Linked DNA regions of Mus musculus: region 1 is linked to region 2. Evidence: chromatin contacts called from public HiChIP or PLAC-seq data. All regions are on one chromosome and are shown on one strand. The core of a region is the stretch at or near the end of the contact, and the rest is flanking DNA. Distances in the headings are between cores, read along the strand shown.

The links. HiChIP or PLAC-seq counts read pairs in DNA pulled down with a chosen protein or histone mark.
Region 1: a contact with region 2 is called in an H3K4me3 HiChIP or PLAC-seq map of bone marrow-derived macrophages, with 2.0 times the contacts expected there. The contact joins the enhancer-like site here to the promoter of Klhl25 in region 2. A contact is called at or near these places in 3 of 39 promoter capture datasets (the C10 cell line, liver and neutrophils), 3 of 15 datasets of contacts at CTCF or cohesin (CD8 T cells, large pre-B cells and pro-B cells), 54 of 484 Hi-C or Micro-C datasets (the 63-12 cell line, the AML12 cell line, B cells and 39 more), 14 of 115 datasets of contacts at active chromatin or transcription factors (the 230-238 cell line, CD8 T cells, the SCID.adh cell line and 10 more) and 1 of 9 other capture datasets (liver).

Annotation. Positions count from the first base shown.
Region 1 is chr7:75,897,516-75,902,192 of GRCm38.p6, reverse strand. No RefSeq gene overlaps it. Among named protein-coding and RNA genes, the nearest start is that of Klhl25, 52 kb to the right of the region's middle. Within about 2 kb of position 2,997, at least 29 of the 459 cell types and tissues checked have an H3K27ac peak or open chromatin away from gene starts, as enhancers often do. A contact at or near this core is called in the 63-12 cell line, DN2 thymocytes, the G1E-ER4 cell line and 7 more, where this site is marked.
Region 2 is chr7:75,846,177-75,850,833 of GRCm38.p6, reverse strand. Klhl25 (kelch-like 25) reads right to left here and starts at 2,496. Exons shown (of 3, transcript NM_001122780.1): 1 at 2,361-2,496. Gm51489 (a long non-coding RNA gene) reads right to left here. Exons shown (of 3, transcript XR_003946804.1): 3 at 3,122-3,234.

The DNA.
Region 1 (4,677 bases), core at 1,748-4,247, 51 kb before region 2:
TGGTTGCTTCCTTTTAGTCTTCCCCCTTGATCTAGGATCTAGCCTTCTGCACCCTACCCTGGACAGGCTGGAGACTGATCCATACAGACTACAGCCTATGACAAGAGTCTCTCTTTGATGTTTTCGGTTCTAGGATGATGACAATTGCCATATTGCCAGCTCTGCATGTTTCCACATCTTTAGTTTGTTCCTTGAAGTCTTATCCACACCTCTGTTGTTAGACCCGTTATTAAAGTCTTCTCCTTCAGCAGGTGCCCAGACCAACAGCCAAACATTAGAAGGACCCTGCAGAAGATGGAGAAAGAAGAATTGCAAGAGCCAGAGGAATCAAGAATACCAAAAGAACACAGCCTACAGAGTCAAATAACCAGGATTCATAGGGACTCAGAGACTGAATCAAAAATCATGAAACCTGTATGGGTCTGACCTAGGTCCTCATATGTGGTATGGTTGTGTTGGAGGATGTTCTTGTGAAACTCCTAACAGGGAGAGCAGGGGCTGTCTCTGACTCTTCTGCTTGCTTTTGGGACCCTTTCCTCCTACTAACTTACCTCGCCCAGCCTTGATATGAGGACTTGTGACTAGTTTTATTGTAACTCGTCAGGTCATGTTGGGTTGATATCCCTAGGGGGCCTACTCTTTTATAAGGGGGGGTGAGTATGGAGGAGAGGGAAGGTGAGGGGAGCCAGGATACTCTCTACATGCCACCAAAGGAGAAAGGTAAATGCTCTTCAATCTACTATGATGACCTGCCTGCAAGATATGCTTGTGCAATAACGTCACAAAGCTTGTAAGAATAGCCAACCAATATCAATAAAATGGAATCCATGCCCAGTGCTGCTTGGGTGATGGAGATCCTGAAACTCAATAGGCTGGGGACCTAGGGGGAAATCAAATACTACTGCTCTACTAAAGGAGCATAGGGAAGAAATGACTTGTAATGACATTCTGTTATACTCGTAGATCAGTTCCTTGCTCATCCATCATCAGAGATGCTTCCTCCTGCTGCAGATGGCAACAAATACAGAGACCCACAAGCAAACATTATGCAGAGCGTGAGAGACCTTGGAACATTGATCTCTAAATGGACTGTCTCCATCAAATCTCTCCCCTCAAGGCTCAGGGAACCCTATGGAAGAGGAAGATGAAAGAAAGTAAAGGCCAGAGAGGATGGAGGACTCCAGGGACTCAAGACTGTCTAGACACAATAGAATTGGTACACATATGAACTTACAGAGACTGAGGCAGCATGCACGAGACTGCATGGGTCTGCACCAGGTGGGGCCCTAGAGCTGAGAGGAAAAGGGGACACGAGCCACCATGCCTAACCAAGAAGCCATCTTCAGTTGATAAGTACTTGCAAATGAAAAATTAGTTAGGGCATCTCCCTAGGGAAAGCAATCTTAAGGGCAGGCCCCATGCCCATCAGTAGATGGCCAACACAAAACAAACTCAGTGCCATTTTAGGAGGTTCTTTATCTCATCTTGTTGTCAGGGCTTCCCCCACCCCCACCCCCATCTAACAGGTACTTTGCATATATATTATGACTTCTGGTTTGAAGCTTTTATAGGATTCTTGTTAGTGTAATGTGTGTGTTTCTGTGTCTAGGCATTTCTGAAGTTTTTTCTTTGCTTTCTTCTTTTGTGTTTGTTTGGTTGTCTTGTTATTCCAATTTGTTGGTCTGTTATTTATTTTATTGTATTCTGCTTTGTTTTATTATTCCTTAGATGTCTGTTTGTTTTCTATGGAAAGACAGAAAGGGGGTAGATATGGATGGGGAGGGAGGTAAGGAGGGACTGGAAGAAGAGGGAGGGGTCACTGTAATCAGAACATATTATATAAAAAATCGATTTTAAATTTCTTTTTAATCTTTCAGGTCGTCTGAATGAATTCTTGTATTTCCCAGATGAACTCGGTTTCCTGCCTAGACCCTAATACATGTGGGATGGATGGGAGCATCTTTCCCTTTGACTACAGAGATGGGGCAAGAGTGGGTGGAGAAACAGTGACATTTGAGGGAGCATGAAGTAGGCAAGAAAGAGGAAGTGCTCCTTCTGTTGGCTTGTGTTTTCTTTAGGAAGAAAGATAAAATTAGAGATTAAAGTGGAAGATAGACAGTGACATTTTGAAATCACCAGTAAGAATGAAAGTCATCTCGGTACATTTTTTTAATTGAAGATAAAATAAAAATAAAGTAAAAAATAATAATAATAATTAAAGGCTGAAGTCATGGAAGGGCACCACTCTGAACTTTCACCTGATTCCCCTCCTCCTTTGTGTTGAGCCACTGAGTCAGGTCCTCTGCACCTCAGGGCCTTTGCTCTGTGCACTTAGGAACCAGTAAACAGAAGAACAAAGAAGGTGGTTGCCCAAGCACTATGAGCTCAAGAGCTGAATAAGGCACCCTGTGTCCCTAAGAGAGGAACTGGTCACATTCCCACTGACCGTGAACAAGCAGCGTGAAGGGACCTCACATTCTTATCTCACACCTCGGAACACTGTGCCAGCGAGAGGTGCCAGAGGGGAGCTGACGACTCATAACTAATGAAAGGTCAAGGAACTGAGTGTGTAATCCACAGGCCGTAAACTCCCTTTTTTGATCACTTGAGACAGTGTGGCAATGTGGTACAAAAGGTTCTTCCACGACTTTCCATTTGGATGATCGTTGACATTCACTGGGTCTTTGTTTGCTCCTGAACAAAAGGAGAAGAATCGACCTTATCAATCTGAACAAAGCTCTTGGCCCTGAGCTCCAGAAAGGAGCTCTATAAAGGCCGCTTTATTGAAGGTTTGTTTTGATATGACCTTCAAGGACCTGTACAGTACCAAAGTGTCCGGATGGAAAAGCAGTGCAAACACCACTTACAGGACTTTGGCCACTGTGATATCAATTGTGTGCGTATGTTTAAGTATCCCCTGAACCTGGGGGTCATACGTCACAGCTATTGCAAATGACTCAAAGTCAAGCTTCTAAAGGGCACGGGAGACAAGTGCTGCTTAGACACTAATGCCCTGCAGTGACAAAGAATCAACTACAAGGCAAATGGGAGATAATGCATCTGTAACAGAAGATTCTGAGAGCTGAACAGCTGGGCTCATTCTCTTGGGAATCACCTTGCACACACCATGGGAAAACTCCAAAGCTTTCTGCAGAAGAAACTATATCTATATAGCTCTTGGCCTGAAACCCCTGCTCCGTGAGGGTGGAGTGGGGAATGAAAGGCAAGAGAAGAAAGATGAGGCAGAAGTGCAAGGAAATTAGCTTGTATACTCAAGAAGGCTAAAGGAGCAGCAGTAAGGGATGCTGAAGGCCAGGGTGCTGGTCCAAGTTGGTGGACAGTATGCTGATGTCGGTAATAAGTCTCAGTGGGCCTGGGACTTCACCATCTCCTCACCAAGACCATCTGAGAGTCTGACTTCCTTACAATCCAAACAGTCCCCATTGGCCCTCTGCCCTGGACCTGCAGCATTGCAGACTAGTTGTCTTCTCTCATAGTGTAACTCATGTATAATAAATCATCTCTCTCACTATCTCAAATATATATGTTAGCATTCTGTCCAAACTGCACCCCACAGTTACCTGGCAACAGCCAGGTAGGTCTGACCCACTATAAAATGGGCTGCTTGCCCCCTCCTTTCTCTCTTGCCTCTCTCTCTTGCCTCTTGCTCTCTTGATTCCTCTCTCTCCCCATTCCCTTCTCCCCTCTCTCCATGTGGTCATGGCCAGCCTCTACTTCCATACTCTCTCCCTCTCTCTGCCATTCTCTGCCTCTACTACCCTCTTAACTCCCACTCCCCATGCCCTGAATAAACTATTCTATACTATACTGTCATGTGGCTGGTCCCTCAGGGGGAAGGGATGCCTCGGCATGGGCCCACTAAGGCACTCCTTCCCCCGCACCGCACCCCCATAGAACATATTCTTATGCCTCTTTATCTTTTTATAAACACATCAATATCTTTTTTCTTTTTCCCACCATTTTATTTTATTTTTAAATACCACTTTTAATTAATGATTTGAAAGTTTCATACATGTAATTTTATACACAACAGAATTTTCTCAGGTGTAAAACTAAAATAAAATTATGTTATTTCCATGGAAATGGGTGGAACTAGAAAGCAGAATATTATACTATATATTCCGATCATAATCTCCACCACCACCTTCAGCTCCTCCTAGATCCCCCGTCTCTGCTCCACCACCCCCAGATCTTCCCTCTCCATCCTCACTCTCCACTCACCTAACTTCAAGCTTTCTTCTCTCTTCTTTTAAACCATGGAGTTAGTTTGTGTTGGCCAACTACTCGGGAAATTAGGACCCGCCCTGTGGTCCCTACCAAGCATCCCACCATTCTAAACTCTATGAATACTGAACAGGAGATAATCTTTCTACGTATGTTCTTCCATGGTAACACCTTCACATAGTAACTGCGGCATTTGCTCGGGGTGATAGGAGGTTAGCTGGAGAAAGAGAAATTTAGAGGAAAAATAAGGCCAACTGTGATGTTCAGATGCAAGGAACTAGTCTGCTCATTTGCAGTAGATTCACTGATCCACTTCCATGACATCAATCACGGTGACTAGTTTCATTATTAAAACAGCCAAGGCATTGCTCACAGTCAGCTGATGAAGATCTGACATAATTACCAATATTCTTAAAGCACAGAAAAATAAGA
Region 2 (4,657 bases), core at 1,247-3,746:
AGCAGCAGACTCATCACAAGTCCTGCTGGGATGCGGTTTCTGTACGCTGGGATGCTTAAGTTCTGCCTCTGCCTGGCCATCCTCACATAGCTCCCAAGTGTTTCCTGGCCTCGAAAAGGATTCACTGGCAGATCAGCAAGGCAACTCAATTATGAAATTTACCACATTAGAGGACTTACTGCATTAGCATTTCAATCGGCCAATTCATTTGTGGCCCACCACTGTTGGCTTGTGCCAGCTCTATAGGGGTGTGTGTGTGTGTGTGTGTGTGTGTGTGTGTGTGTCCTGCCCAGGGCACACTGACACTGCCAGCTAATAAAGAACTCAGGGCCCAGGCAGTGAGCTGGTGAGCAGGAGCCCCCAGAAGCTGCTGGGAAGCCAGGTCCTCCAATGAACCTGGACAGCTGCCCATCCTAGAGCTGGCCCTGGGAGAGTGTGGATGGATGGCTAGAAAAAATGGCTGCAACCAGGGCATGGAATGAAGGTTTGGTAGGCTCATGCTGGCTTTCCTTTTCTCTCTCCAAGAAGCCTTCATCCTTCTCTCCAGCTTCCTGTTACCTGCTCCCTGGGGTTCTGCAAACTGATGTATCAAGGTCCCCATCCATGAGCCAGCACCTCCTCCTTTCTGAAAGCAGGGTCTCAATATCATCTGCTCAAATGATTAGTTTGACTAAAGCCGTCTCTGCATACATAGCAAGCTCACTGCTCCAGGCCGCCCTCCTCCCTCTAAGACAGGAAGGATGCATTTACTTTACAGCGCACACGGGGGCATTTCTTTTTGTCTTCCTACTTTTCTCTCCCTACACTGGTGGCACAGGCTTAAGATGCCATCAACAGGAACTGAGCCACCGTGGAACACACAACTTGCACACGGATCCTGCACCGCTGCATGGCGCAAGGAACCCAGTTGCAGTTCGATGCCCATGAAAAAGATTTCGTCTGTCCATCCTCCACAATTTTTTTGAACAATCTCCCTGGACTGGCTTGCTGATAAAGGACTCAGCTGAAATATCAATAATTACAGGGCTGGGACAAAAGTGACTTTGCCCATCTCCACAGACAAAGCCTGTGATCTCCACAACCCTGTCTTAGAGGGACCAAATCTACTGTAGGATAAGAGCACCGTGGGTCCTCCCTCCTCTGTCCCCTGACACAAGCTTTCAGCAACACCCATAAAAAGTCCTCCCAGCATAACTGTGCCGCTTATGAAAGAGGCTCAGCAAACTAGAGGGTCAGGTGCCAAGTGCCCCTCCCTCCCCGTCTTACTCCAGGGGTGAAGAGCCCAGACATCTGGCATACCTTGTCCTGCCCTGAGCATGGAGGGAGAACTAGTGCCCAATGAACCTTGGCCAAAGCAACTTGGCCTCTGGTCTCCCCAAAGTACAGATGAACTACAAAGCCCCCGAGAGTCCGCCCCTCCCCCCAACTTCCTGTGCTCGAGTCTCTAGAAAGTCTCCCAGATTGGTAAGGTGGCACTTGCTTATAAACCCAGCTCTCAGGAGACTGGGACCAGAGATTTCATGCTCAAGGCTGGCCTGACGTTTATAACAAGACTAAAACCGGGAGAGGAAAAAAAGAAAAAAAAGTAAGACTGTGAGAATCCACTTTGAGGTCCTTGAGGCACTTGCACCCAAGTGTCTGGTGCCCCAGTAGGCACAATTCCCGAGTAGGAAAAAGCTTCTAATACAGCTATGAAGGAGACTAGTCCAGTGGGGATTTGCAGACCACAGCGGAATTCTCGCGCCAGGGCAACGCATGGGAGGAGGGGAATGGGATGGCGGGGGGAGGGGGGGGTGGACTACTTGCTACGGCCCTGCCAGATCGGCCACCACCTGGGTAGGTAGGGGCGTATGGCTCCGGGAGTGTCACCACTCTCCCTTGATAGACAACTTTCCAGACAGGAAGGACCCTATGCTGCGGGCCACACGGCCAGGCCCTGCTGTCTACTCTTCCCTGGTTTAACCCCTCGGCCCTGGCTAGGTACAAGCAAGTCGCGGGGACCTTGGCTAGGTGTGTGCACAAAGCTGCACGGTTCGCATCCTCGAAGACAAGCAGTTTCCTCTTTCTAGGATCAATAGTAATTTTTTTAAAAAAGAGAATCAGCGGACTCAATGAATCAAACACTCCCGGGAGAGGGTAGCCGCTCCTGCGCGTAACATCCGTTTGGAAAACAATTCATTCCCTTGGCGGGAGCTCTGAACATAACAGTACGGGGTCCCCAAGCTCGATCGAGGGGCGCTCCCAGGTCAGCACCCACTTCCCCGACCCAGTGAACTGGGCCTGCGGTCCTACGCCCTGCCCGGCGATCCTCGAGCAGGATCGCTCGCTGTCCCGGTGACAAGTTCCGACCTGATCCTCACCGTGCGGCCCCACAGGCTCTGCAGTCCCCGCCGCTGCCGCCGCCCCCGGCCGGCTCACCAGTCCCGGCCGCGATCCCGTAGCCGAACCGCACGGGCGCTGCCAACAAACTAGTTTCTCCGGCCTTCCCGCCCCGCCTCGCGGCCCGAAGCGCAGCAACCAATCATAAACCGCGCCTCTGTGACGGATGGGTCGACTGACCCGTAATACAGTCGCGTGAGAAGAAAGGGACGGTCGTCCAGGCCATCGGTGCCGCGGAAGGCGGGGCGGGGAGAGGAAAGCGACTGCCACCAGATTCTTAAAGGGACAGGCCATTGCCTTTCTGTTCTGGTGGCCAGAGTTGGGAGAAAGCAACACGACCTGTTCTAGAGCTTCTCTTAAGGAAGGTCTTTGTCGATCACACGCATTCTTCTTTCTGTTACCGAATCACAGCCGTTGTTGATCTTTTTAAAGACCAGCAATCTAATCGCTCCTATGTTAAGGAAATCCTTTTTCCCTCCCGGCTAGTTTCGATGCGAGGGAATTTCTACAGACACGAATCCCTGTCTATACTGGGAATTCCCAGATTTCAAGGGAGAGGACTTTAAGCTTCAGCTGTTCTGTCAAGCCGGTGGAAATTTCTTCCTAAACTTTTTTTTAACCCTTCAAATATCCTTCACTATTAGAACTCTCAGCGGTACAAAACTGATAGAGTAAATCTATATCTATACATACATACATACATACATACATACATACAACACACATATGGAATTTATTAGAGTAACTTTCAGGCTGTGGCCGGGGTAGCCCAACAATGGCTGTCTCCGGATATAACGTCTGAGAGTCCAACTGTCAGTCCACGAGGCTGGATGCTTCAGCTGGTCTTCAGTATACCTTGGAATTCAGAAGAAGTTGGCTATAATACAATGAAAGAATGACCCTACCTGTGAAACTTAAGGGCAGACAAAGAGCAAAAGCTTGCTTCTTCCAGGTCCTTTTTCCAGGCTGCCGCTAGAAGGTGCCCAGATTTAGGGTGGGTCTTCGGGGGTGGGTGGATATGGGGGACTTTTGGTATAGCATTGGAAATGTAAATGAGCTAAATACCTAATAAAAAATGGAAAAAAAAAAAAGAATGAAATTGGCTCAAAAAAAAAAAAAAAAGGGTCTTCCTATCTCAAATGATCCAACCAGGAAAAAATCCCTCACAGGTGAGCCCAGCTGCTTGGGTTTTAGCTACTCCAGATATAATCAAGTTGAGGATCAAGAGTAGACATCACACTTGCCCAACGCATCCATTAGTTCATTTAAGAGTTACTAGATGAGCTGGGGAGTGGCGCTCACAACCACCTGTAATGAGAACGCCCTCTTCTGGTGCGTCTGAAGTCAGCTACAGTGTACTTATGTATAATAATAAATCTTTGGGCCGGAGCGAGCAGAGACTCTAAAAATTCAATTCCCAACAACCACATGAAGGTTCACAACCATCTGTACAGCTACAGTGTACTCACATACATTTAATTAATTAATTAAAAGAGTTACTAGACCTGGGCGGTGGGGGCTTACTCCTTTAACCCCAGCACACAAGGCAGAGGAATGCCAATCTGATTTCCACACCAGCTGATCTATAAAGTTGATTCCAGGACAGCCAGGGCTACACAGAGAAACCCTGTCTTAAAGGAAAAAAAAAAAAAAAAGGGAGGGAGGATATTTTCTAGATTTCTATGTCAGAGAGAGAGAGAGAGAGAGAGAGAGAGACTGCCTGCCTGCCTGCCTGCCTGCCTGCCTGCCTGCCTGCCTGCCTGTGTGCTATAATTCTGAGACCTTGTAATCTGGTCTTGAAGTTCCATCGGCTTCTTTCTTCTCACCGCACCACACCCCACTATGTGATGCTCTGATGGATGGTTCTTGCAGGCAGAAGGAGTATCATTAAACCTTTCCTACAGGATTATTGTAAAGATGGAGGGCTTGGGAGCCAGTAAATGCTCAAGAGGGTGTCTCCATACCGCCTAGATCTGGAGACATTTAAGATGGAAGGGTTCCCATATTTAAGAGGAGCCTTGGCCAGAGCTGATCGGTGGTCTAATGTGCTGGCAAGAAACTTTCCAAAGGGACAGGGCAGCATCAAATAATTGTTTCATTAAATGAATGACAGTCAGCATTTATAGTTATAGGTGCCCTGCCAATTTCCTAAAGCAAAAGCATTTATATAATTATTGCTTGGATGAAGCCTCCCATGCAAAATTGATTCTTAGCAAGTTCATAAGCATTGAGTATTTTTTTTTAAGACTGTCTGTGAACTTACACATGCCAAGCATCA